2 separate regions of the Mus musculus genome follow, and region 1 is linked to region 2. The links are chromatin contacts, called in public HiChIP or PLAC-seq maps. All regions are on one chromosome and are shown on one strand. Each heading gives the region's core, a stretch centred on a gene start, on an enhancer-like site or on the middle of the called end of the contact. The rest is flanking DNA. Distances are from core to core; before and after follow the strand shown. Region 1 overlaps Wdr78 (WD repeat domain 78). Region 2 holds the start of Tctex1d1 (Tctex1 domain containing 1).

Region 1 (5,716 bases), core at 2,647-5,146, 53 kb after region 2:
AGCCTAAATGTTACAGGAAAACGTCAACGATGTCACCAGGACAACATGCATCTCCTGCAGGGGAAGAGAAGGCAAGCAGATTATGCAGGGTAAAGAGGCTCTCAGGAGACTCGGCTCTGGGTGATCAGAGTGAGCTATGCACCCATTTCTTTAGATGCTTTACATTAGATAACCTCGTTTCCTAAATCGCTCATGGGAACACAATCACACAAAGTAACAGCAATCTTCACACATCACACACACACACACACACGCACGCACGCACGCACGCACGCACACAGTGACCATGGGTTCATTACTACTTTTTATAATGAGGGGAGAAATAGATTTTATGATAACAAAATGAAGAAAAGCTGTGGCTATGTTCATGAACTTTCCATGCTGATTCTATGTGATCTATAAGTACCACAGATAAAAGATTTTATCCTCTCTGATGCTAAAATGTTTTCTTAGGGTTTTGAGGAAATTCAAGATATTGAACCACGTTGTGATGAGAACCTTCGGGAAAGAAGCTATAGTTCCCTGATGCTTGCATTCAAAAGGTATTTCTTGCAGTCCTACTTGATGAGGTAGTGTGGTGATCCCAGAACGTTATCCCTCTCTTCAAGGAGCTTAAGATAAAAATTAAAAAGATAAAATTTAAAAAGGAGAAACTTAGTTCTATCTAAGAACTATAGCTATATTTTCTATATGTCAAATATTTTCTGATTCCGGGTCACACTAAACATGTATGAAATAAGTTAGTGGCAGCACAAGTTCCTTGCCCGTCCCTAGAAACAACCATAGTGTCCTTCTGTGTCAAGCCTGCTCTACCACCAGTGCAAGACCCTCCGCTCCGGTGGCTCTGGATGCTTCTGAGTGGCACTGGTTACTTGGGGAATGATTTTTCAAAGTGGCCTGTCATCTCTCCTAAGTTGTACAACTTCCTGTACATGTTTTTCACGTGTCTTATTCCCCTCATGCCTTCTACCCTGAGAAAGAGCTATAGTTCTTTTAAAATTTAATGTGTATGGTTTGTCCCAAATTCCTTTTCCTGATTCGTTGCTTCTAAAGGATGGCCAGATGGTTTCAATGTGTTACATACCTCTCTAAACTTGTGCAGGCAGACCTAGCAGTGTGAGAGGAGTGAGGTAATGAAGAAAAGTAACAATTAAGATATAAACTTCTTCAGAGTCCTCAACAGCCGTTTCTGAGCCAGTGTTATGGGGAAAACCAACTTCATGAAGGTCTGAGAACATTTAACAAAGAGCCATGAAGAGGTGGGGGTGGGCGGTCACAAGTTCAAGGTTTGTCTGAGCTACATAGTGAGATCCTACTTTTTAAAAAAGCCCCCCACTCCGCCAAGGCAAATTTGTTTTGGTCAGTCTTGTGGTCGGGACTGTAGAAAGCGCTGTCTGGAGAAGATGGGACATGAGCTGAGCATTTATGAATGAAGAGTTGGGTCTTGTGAAGTTCTCCACAGAATAGACACATGTCATCAGGGCCCAGTAGCAGGTGGACACTGAGAAAATCAAGTTTATAAGTATTATCATTTTTAGATTAAACCGTAAAATATAAAATTTATGTATGCTGTATTCTGCAGTAGATTTCAGAAGCCAAGTAGGTGTTCTACTTATACAATAGAATAGTCACTTATAAACAGTAACCACTTATACAATAATAAGCACTTACACAATGGTAACCGCTTATCCAGCAGGAGAGTAAGTATAAGAATGGCTAGAGCCTGCCTGTAATCTCAACACTCTGGAGGTGGAGGCAGGAGGATCCTGAGTTTGGGTCTAGCCTGGGCTATATGAAGACTTTATCTTCTGAACAACAAACTGAATGAAAACAAAGAGAATCTGATTTCCATCCTTTCAAATTGGCAGTGAATAGTCTTCAGTGTGTGGTTTTACTCCTTTAAGCCTCATATAGACTTCTGGGAAAGGGATACTATTGTTGTAACAATTTGTTCGACTTGTCTCAAGATTCTTAAGATAAATAAACAGAGCTATTGGATGTGAATTGTGAAGAGCTTCAATATGCATTATTATTAGCATATTGATAACTAAACTTTCAACATTTTCTTTTAACTGCACTCCTGAGACAAAAAGGCAGATACTAAGTGTTCTAATTTCTCATTTGTAACTATACATAATTGTTTAGAAGTAAGCCAAATGAATGTTAAATATGATGCATAATTACACATTGTGGAGAATGCATTGTCCTTTCTTCCATTGGCTGGCAGTATGGCTAGCTAAACAGCAGGCTCAGATAACTGCAAGTTCTGCCTGAGAGATGCCTCATGGAGAGCGACCAGCCTAAGTAACGACTGCCTGGTGCTGGACCTTAGTCATCACTCTTGCTGTTCCGAACTGCACACACATGTGCATATGTACTTACAGGTGGGATGACTAAGGCATGGGTAGGATTCCCATACGATGGAGTTTACTATAAGGAACCAAAGCTATTCTAGAAAACAGGCAAAGAAATTCCCTGTGAAATCCCTCAATATAAAACACACAAACACTCTCCAGTCTACACATAGGAAACAATCACTTAAGCCTGCATCATCTAGAGAAAAAAAAATGAAGTAGAGTAGGTCCAATCCTGAGATCAGTTGTCCAGGGTCCAAAATAATGCCTTTATTTCTCAGCTAGGCTTGATGAAGACAAGAGAAAAAAATATAAATTAAAAGGAATTAAAATAAAATGAATACATTTTCAACTAAATCAAATTTTTATTTTTCTTACTCAAAGTAACACAGTTTAATATTTTTTAGAAAGCCAACCACAGTGACTTACGCCAGCAGAAAATATCTAATCTTTATGACCTGGCCTAAACCCAAGAGCCAGCTAAAATCGCCTTGCTTTTGTCTAACACATAGCTCCAAAGAAATGGAGACCATGAAGCAATGGCTATGCGTAGTAGGTAGTTCTCACTGCCCTGTGGACTCTTATCACCACCATAGACACAAAAGATCTCCAAATTTTTTGTGAAATTTACACACCCTGGCTTCTTTCCTCCACTCAAAACACCTTACAGAAAAGGCTGTCACGCCCTATGGCCCCATTCAACACCTGAACACTAGTTAGGGTGACCCACATGGATAACCCCTTCCAAGTCTGTGTGGGTGTGTGTGGGGGGTTGTGTGTGTGTGGGTGTATACCCACCCTTACTGCCCAGTCTCTGTCTAGACTACTTTAGAAAACACCCTGACCTGGTCTGTATGTCTGAGACCTTCTGTTTTCTTTCTAAGACAATTTAAGTCTGGCCTCAATGCATTTGACTCTGCAGATGACTCTGGTCCTTTGAGAGGAAGCTAGCAATGCATTTCGGATTATTGTTCCCCTGCTGACAGATAAGTGGGATGCTGGCTAGCCAGCATATGTGATGCTTATATCTGTTGTTCTGTCCTGTAGCTTGCCAATCGGTGGGACAAAGTTCTGTAGTTTCAGGCTCAGGTTTAAGTGGGGAGCACTGATGTTCTGAGTCCCGTGTGAGTGCTCACTGTGCTCCCCGAGGTGGCAGTGCAGTTGGAAGCCCCCAAAGCCAAGCTTGGGAAGTTAGTTTGACACTGTTGGAATTGTGTTTTCTAATGACTGTGTCTTAAGTAATCCTCAAAGTGTCTGAATTTTTTAAGAAGCCATTTTCTAAGCTATTGGGATATTTTATAGGTATACATACTTGCTAATAAGTATTTTAAATATGACCAAGAAGTGGAACAGAAATATCTTTAGAAAATTAAGACAATCCCAGCACAAATCTTTAGCTTATCTTAAATTACAAACTAATCCCTTGTTTCTGAAATAAAAGCTAAGTCAATTGGAATGGAAGTTGTAGCCTACATACTGCTCTCTTCAAGTCAGACTCTTAAGCTTACAGCAGATGATGTTGGTCCCTTTCCGTTAGAGAAGAACAAAGCGTAAGGAGAGTGACAGATCATCCTGTGTGGTTTGTCTTGGGCCCAAGCAGAATGTTGATTACGTCTCCCTGAAAAGGAAGGAAAACCACACAATTACAATACAATAAAATCCAACCTGAACAGTAAAGCTGTCGTTAAAATGCCATTTGAAAGTTGTAAGTTAGATGTCCGCCTTTAATGCGTACCCAACAAGACTGTAAAAGAGGAGAGCAGCAGAGCAAGGCTTAAATAATGACAGTGGCTTCCTGGCATAAAGCTGCTTTCCTAGGGGATGCCTCTTTTTATGAAGCTGGACAAACATTTTTACAGGGATTTTATGGAAAGACAGGGTTAGCAGCACCTCCTGTTTGCCCTCCGTGCCTCAGCCTGAGCTTCCTCGCTTGCACTTCCTGACCTGTCCGTGGCTGACTTCTTCATTTCCATGTGGGTTTGTATTTTCACGTATTGATACTTATTTGTACTAGAAAACCACGAGATGATCACATAGAAGAGGGTGAAAACTACGGATGAGGCGGAGGGGGAGAAAAAAACGTAGAGTAGACCAAGCAGTCAAGCCATGTCTTCTCTACCACACGGCAGAAAGGGTCCTGAGAAAACTTGAAGATGATGGGAGATGGAAATGCCAACCATTCCTAAGTGCTAAACACTAACAGCCCCTGTATCTCAGAAGTCACTTCCCATCCTCTGGCTTGTACTGCACTTGCTGCCTCTGGCACTTCCTCGTTCTGCAGTTTCCACTTAACAAGCCCAGCCGGAGCCAGCCTCCACGTGCTTTTCAAATCTGTCTCTCACTCGGGCTAATGAAATGGATCAGTCCTGTAGTTTGCTCAGTGATGTATCCTGAGTCCCTAAGACAGACACAGTCATGCTGTGCATGATCTGACCAATCAAAGAATGCCTTCATAGCTTTCAACAGTACTCTATTACATGTCTATATTTTTTAAACATTCTACCATTGAAATATTCTCCTTTAGTTTATACATACACACACACACACATTAAGCAAAAAAAAAAATATATATATATATGGCAAATATCTGCCATAGTAGTCAATGAAGTATATACGAGTACTCTCTACAGACTAGCCATGGAAAAGGTTTTTCCTAAAAGGCCCAATGAATTAACTTCCACTGAGTTTCCAAACTCTAACTCTTTAAAGCAAAACTTAAGCCACCCAGCGATCAACCATCATCATGTGAAGGAAAGGGCTGGTGTTTCTGCTGTCACAAAAGATAATGGTTAGTACATACTACCAAAGGTTAGCTGTACTAAAAAGTTATAATTGCAAGCCCTGGACCTGGTCTCATGTTTCTGTCAGACAGGAACCTGTTAGCCATTAAGCAAGATGGGCACTGCTTTGGCAATAACTCCTGTGTTCTCTTTGTTTTCTGTGGCTAATAAACCTTTCTCTGTTCTTTTACACCTTGGCTATACTTACTTCAGCCTTTTAGTTCTCAAGATGTGGACCATGGCGTTTGCTTACATTACTGCTAACCAGAGTCCATTTGCTGGGCCAGGGCTGGAGCCACCCTTCGGCCTTGTATTATCTCCTACGCTGGAGTCCTCTAGGAAGCACCGAAATGTTAGAAATCATTCCACTTCAAGCTCTCAGAACTCAAGAATGAAAACCCTTCTCCTGAAGAAGCCCACAGATGTTGACTGGCAGTGAGAGAAAGAACATGGGGTCCAAAAGCAATCCAATGAGCACAAGGCACAAGGGCTGCATGGTTTAACTTTCTTTGTTTACAAAATACATACCCAAATAATCAATGAATACAGACTGGAGAGACAGCTCAGGCTCTCCAGGGGAAA
Region 2 (6,138 bases), core at 720-3,219:
TAGTACCCGTCAGCTACTGTGTCATGTATTAGGCGTGCAGAATACCAGAGGGGTCTAGCGTAGAGATCACTGCTGTTCCAGCAAACTGAGAGCTACTTGGGAACTCCTTCACAGTCCACTGGGTATTTCAGTGAATGATGGAAAATGCAACCCTCGTGAACTTTGTGCAAACCTGCAAACCTGCTCAGGTAAACAAGCAGGGCCAAGTAAATTGACATGGACTAATTTATTCCAGGATTCCAAGCCATGAGCCTGTGCATCAGAAATTAGGTTGGGCTATCCTTTCTTTGGATCCCTGATGGGAAAGGCTAGGAGACAGAATACCAAAGGGATAGCATGTGTTATACTGAAGTTTGCATCGAGCTGAAATGCAGCGTAGTCCCAGAAAGAGAGAGAGACAGAGAGACAGAGACAGAGAGACAGAGAGAGTGAGAGAGAGACTTGGAGAAGATAAAATGTCACTTTCCAAGTGAAACCACAGGAAAATGTGACAGCCTCGATGTGCTTCTCAGACAAAATATATATATTGAATAGAGGAAATTCTATTTTACCTAAAGTTATTTCCATAAATGGGGAAATGATGGGGGTTTTTGTTTTTGTTTGTTGTTTGTTGTTTGTTTGTTTGTTTAAGACAAGCTAGCTTGTAACTCAATATGTTGATCAGACTGGCCTGGAATTTTCAGTAATCCTCACAACTGCCCCCTTAGCTCTGAGAAAAGAGCCACTATAGCCTTGGATTTTTGAGGGCTTTTAGTTCTTGTGTCTGACAGATGGTTTTAGAGAGGAAGCAGGTCTGGTACCTGGTACCATTTACACAGGCATAGTCCAGAAGGAAGGCAGAGAATGGGAAGCTGGAAAGCGTAAAGCAGGTAGAAAAAAGCATAGGAGAGCCTGTCTGGACTGCGAGTAAGGAAGCCCCGCCCCCACGCACTACAGACCACCAGCACTGCTGCCACCGCCCCATCCTCTCCTTGAATCTTGAATCCATACGCCTCCACCTCAGCCTCCCAAGCGTTGGGGTCGTAATTACACACTACGAATCCCAACACGAAAACATAAACCACAAAAGAAAACTAAAACTTTTTTGGTAAGTAGAACATCAACAAAATGAAGTATTTTCACAACGTATATAATAATATAGTTAGAGAACTGCTAGAATATCTATCCACAGGTATAGCGTTGCATGTTAACAATAAAAGGGGAAGCCAGTTTTAAATAGAGTCAGAGGAGATGGCAGTGCCCACAAGGGGAGTCTAAAGGCCAAGCAGAGTAAGAAGAGCTACACAAGCACACTGGAAAACCAGAGATGCGTAACTTAGAGCAAGGTGTCTTCTACACCCGTGCTGATAGCAAAATGCTGGCAGACAGAATAGCAAACATTGCTGAGGGCAGTGAGAATAAAAATAGATCCAGCTGTTTAGTGCACACATCATCTGGACATTAATAATATATAAATAAATAAAATAAAAATAAAACATTAAGTTCTGTAGAGGCAGACAGCTTAATTCCTTTCATATCTCCTAGTATGACATCTCAAAGACAGAACAGCACCTGCGCACAAAACTGTCCTTCATGGACTATTTTGATCAGTGAGTGAGCAGTTATTATTGCATTATGTGAATTCTTAAGTAATTAAGTCTTTTTTGCTCTAAAATAAATTCTGCTTACAAGTCCATTATATAGTAAGTCCGGAGTGACTTGTAAGATGAATTTACAACCTAGGAAAAGTGTTTATTCAAGTGTTTGGTACAAAGCAAGCTTTATTTTAGCTTTCTTATTGAAAAAGTCCATTTGCATCTATTCCAAAAACGAAAGGAAGGGAGAAGAAGGAAGGAAGAACAAGGAGGAGAGTAAGGGTTTCCTCTGCACTGGAAATATGGCAGGGCTGGCCACACCCCTCGTTAATGACGTCACAGTCATGTGACATAGCCAGGCCTCAAACACATCCAGCATCACCTCTCCTGATTGCAGTGTGGCTTTGAAACCATGCCTCCTTCAGGCCCTGCAGGAGATGTCTATCGTCTGGCCTTGACCATCAGTTCCGTTCCTCTCAGATGAACAGTAGCCCACCACGTCAAGAGCTGGCCCTGCGCTTTTACCCACACCTATGATTGTTCTGCCAGTCTCCTGTGCTAGGTTTTACATCTGTCAGTCCAGGGCTTGACTGTTCATGGGAGGTAGGTATATTCTGTGTCCTTCGAAAAACACCCTTACTCTTGGGGAAAAAAAAAAAGCTTCCCACAAGACGATACCTTCTACTGTTTTCTCATTTCTTTAATTTGTGAAGGTTTTCAACTTCTGTTTCCACTATAGCCTTCTAAAAAGATAGGCCAATTGGGATAAGATATCATGAAACTGCATGACTTCCACAAAGACGCACCATTTACTGCTAGGAAATGAGCTGGCATGCTTTAGGTTTTAAACATAATCAGAAGGGGAAAAAAAATCCATAGATAGTCTTAGTCCCCAGTTAAGCAAGTCTCTGTATATTGTATCTTTCTCTATATATCATATTCCAGGAGCATATTTAATTTTAAATGCATCTTTTGTGTGACCATCACTCTGGACTCTGACACATCATAGGCCATAAATTTTTGTTTAAAAGCTTTTTTAAAAATTAAAAAAAAACAAAAACAAAAAAACCCACAGAACCTATAGCCTTCTTTTCTCTGTGCACTGCAATGTCTATCTATCCACTAGAGGGCAGCACATGACTTTAATGACGCGCTTCCCCATCCTTCCTGAAGGCCCTCTTATGGACATGGGTGGCCACCAGTTACAAAGCCCAGGAATTTATGTTTGTTCTCAACAGTAACTCTTATTTCAAGAAACCTGAATACAATTCTGTCCTCAAAAGTAGCTCATGTACTTCCAAGCACAGCCTGGATTTTTACATGAAACTATACATATTTTGATTTTAAAATACCTTTATATAAGATATACTTCTCTTTTCTCTTTTCCCCTACTGTGAATGTGTTTGTTGAATGCTTACACCAGTTTTTAGATCAGATTCTCAGCACATGCCTGATGCCAGTACTTGAGGAACAAAGGTGGGGAGGATCACAGAGAGTTGGAGGCCAGCCTCGTCTACCGAGCAAACCCCAAGCCAGTCAGCACTGCACAGCAAGACACTGTCTCAATTAATTAAGATAAGATTGACTGCAGCATTCTCTAGGCAATGAGACTAGGTGTCGGAAAGGATTAGCTCGGCAGGTTGGATCACAGAACTGGACTTCATCCACTTGTAGTGTTGGGACATGTAGCCAATATGTTTATTGTATTTATGCCTGCAGTTGAAAGCTTAAATGCATTTAATAAGCAGATCACGTGCTTGTCTTTAGCAATACAAATGCCTCGAGCCTCTTTGTGTAAGCCAGTGTTCTGGACTTCATTGATAAGCCCATGCTTTTAAAATATAGGAACTCCTCAATTTCTAAAAACTGTACCAAGGGGCTAGAGGGATAACTCAGTGCAAGAAACACTGGCTGCTCTTTCAAAGAACCAGGGTTTGCTTCCCAGCACCTATAAGGCAGCTCACAGCCCCAAGTGATCTGACACCCTCTTCTGGCCTCTGTGGGCACCAAGAGTTCGCATGACTCACACAGACATACCTGTAGACTAAAGATCCAGCTACCAAAAATAAAAATAACACAGAAAATAAAAGTAAAAGGAAAATATAACTAGCCCATATTATACTTCCATGTTTCTTGCTCATGCTGCAACCACTGTTAATACCTCTTAAGTCACCCATCACTCAAGTGAGGAATATATTTTAAATTTTCTGTATTCTCTTTCTTTTCTTTTTTTTTTCTGGGTTTCTCTGCATAGCCCTGGCTGTCCTGGAACTCACTCTGTAGACCAGACTGGCCTTGAACTCAAAAATCCTCCTGCCTCTGCCTCCCAAGTGCTAGGATTAAAGGCATGTGCCACCACTGCCTGGCTCCATATTCTCTTCCAGCTCTCCATGTCCAGTCTCTCACATGCTAACCTATAACTATCAGACCTTGGCTCTTTAGGATGAGTAAGGGGCTTGCTTAGCCTCAGGGAAGCCCTACCTCCTATCCTTGAGTTATTTCCTTTTCTGTTGCTGTGCTAAAACACCTTGATCTTATAGAAGGGCAGGTTTATCTGAGTTTGTGGTTCCAGAGGGGTAACTATCCATCATGGCACAGACACATGGGAGCAAGCAGCAGGCACAGCGGCTGGAGCAGGGTGCTGAAAGCTTACGTCATGGAGCACAGGCACAGAGCAGAGAGAACAACGTGTGAGTATGGCCTTAGCTCTCAAAGTCCCATCAGCAGTGACAGGCCTCCTCCACCAAAGGCCAGACCTCCTCAACCTCCCCCTAACACTGCCACCAGCTGGGGGCCAGAGGTTCGAATGCCTCTGAGCAACATTCTCATTCAACACACTACAGTCTTCAATCTGGAAAAGAAACAAACATAAACACGAAGCTCAAAAGTAAAAAAGAATCAGGCTGGAGAAATGGAGCACGCACTGGTCTGCCAGAAGAGCCAAACTCAGTTCCCAGCACCCACATCAGCTCACAGCCACCTTCCACTGCCGTTTTAGTGGGACCCAATGTCTCCGGCTTCCATGGTCACCTGAGGACATGCACACACACATACATACATACACAAACACCACTTTAAAAATTATAAAGTTAAACTTTAAAAAAAAAAAGCTTCCTGAAGTTGTAGTCCACTGGAGACATGGTCAGCCTTGAAAAGGCAAAAAGAAAGCAAGAGGTTACCCAGGCATTTTCCTCTCTGTGATCAAGGCAGCCAGGCTTCTAGTAAAGCAGCTAGGGTCTTCGCTAGGCCTCATCTCCCCCAACAAAACTGACAGCAAGCTCCCTTCACACAGCTGACCCCACTGATCTTCTAGTGGAGTCTGTTTCAACAGTGTCTATCAGTAACATCTAATGTTCCTGGTAATACCATTTTAAAACAAATACAAAACAGTCTCCTAAGCCAAATGGAATTTTTTTCCTACATAAAAGAAGGGCAGTTCAGAGACCTAGGCCACTGCTGTTCTTATCCAGTCTAGGAATCAAGCAGCCTCTGGGATCCTGCCCTCCTCCGTCACTCATTTTAGTCATGGAGGAAACTGAAGACCAGCTCCTACTGGTTAACTTACGTTTGTCGGTTTGGGGTTTTCTTGTGTTGTTTTGTTCTGAGAAATCGTTCTCAAATTCCTACCCAGTCAGTGCTGGCTGCATCACACTGGTTTGTAAGCCACAGAACTTCAGCTGCACAAAAAGGGACCAAGAATTTGCCGTTCTTTTAGTCAGAAATGTTCCCACCATTTAGGGCTCTGTTACCAAGAAAGGAGATGAGCAACACTGGAAAGAAACTGACAATGCCTACCACATGTTAATTCAAAGTTCCCTGATAATAGTGACATACTGGGAGCAATTTAAATGGTCTGGAGAAGAAATGGTTAAGGGAAATGCAAAATGTTTGTATATTAAGCTAATATTTTAACTCTGACTAAGATGCAGTGTCAAGCAAAATAGGATTATGAATGTAAAATCAAATATCTGAAAACCTTCTTTTAATACTAACAGTCATTACCTAAGCACTCTGGTTAGTAAGGTAATTTTACTCTGCACCTTTCCATGTGTTTTGCATGTTTTACAAAGAGCATACAGTATTTACATGATTACCGTGCAAAGAAAAAGACACTAGAGGCTTGGGAGAAGCCCAGCAGGTAAAGCCCTTGCTACACAAGTGTAAGAACTGGGGTAAGCCAGATGGATGTGAGAACTACCTTGTAACACCAGGGGACCGGCAGGGAAAGCAAAGAAGAGGGACGCCCAGAACAAGCTGGCTAGCCAGCCTGGATGACTCAGGAGGCTTCAGCAAGGTGGAGAGGATCAAGAATGACAGCTGACATCAACCTCTGGCTTCTACATGCATCTGCATGCACACACCCACACACAAACACACGCTTATACCTACACATTTATACACTCACACATTCAAATACACACTTATGCACACACACATACGCCTATACATATACACAGTTACACACTCACAAATACATACAGATGCAAAACAAGACTCCGAGAAACCATCTTTAACAATTCAAAAACAGACCAGCCTCTAAAACTTCTAATCTATACGTCAGACT

What was found. HiChIP or PLAC-seq counts read pairs in DNA pulled down with a chosen protein or histone mark.
Region 1: a contact with region 2 is called in a BATF HiChIP or PLAC-seq map of CD8 T cells, with 13 read pairs. The contact joins the enhancer-like site here to the promoter of Tctex1d1 in region 2. A contact is called at or near these places in 5 of 39 promoter capture datasets (3T3-L1-derived adipocytes, hippocampal neurons, macrophages and 2 more), 2 of 15 datasets of contacts at CTCF or cohesin (CD8 T cells and the NIH/3T3 cell line), 9 of 484 Hi-C or Micro-C datasets (CD4 T cells, CD4 single positive thymocytes, CD8 T cells and 6 more), 4 of 115 datasets of contacts at active chromatin or transcription factors (CD8 T cells, double positive thymocytes, embryonic stem cells and 1 more) and 3 of 9 other capture datasets (adipose tissue, liver and pancreatic islet).

What each region holds. Positions count from the first base shown.
Region 1 is chr4:103,035,370-103,041,085 of GRCm38.p6, forward strand. It overlaps Wdr78 (WD repeat domain 78), which reads right to left. Exons shown (of 17, transcript NM_146254.4): 17 at 2,696-3,972. The coding sequence ends at 3,922. Among named protein-coding and RNA genes, the nearest start is that of Insl5, 12 kb to the left of the region's middle. Within about 2 kb of position 3,897, at least 36 of the 459 cell types and tissues checked have an H3K27ac peak or open chromatin away from gene starts, as enhancers often do. A contact at or near this core is called in CD4 single positive thymocytes, CD8 T cells, DN2 thymocytes and 6 more, where this site is marked.
Region 2 is chr4:102,984,410-102,990,547 of GRCm38.p6, forward strand. Tctex1d1 (Tctex1 domain containing 1) reads left to right here and starts at 1,970. Exons shown (of 5, transcript NM_001163767.1): 1 at 1,970-2,177; 2 at 4,147-4,264. The coding sequence starts at 4,164. It overlaps Gm12709 (predicted gene 12709), which reads right to left and starts at 5,346. Exons shown (of 4, transcript NR_040444.1): 1 at 5,140-5,346.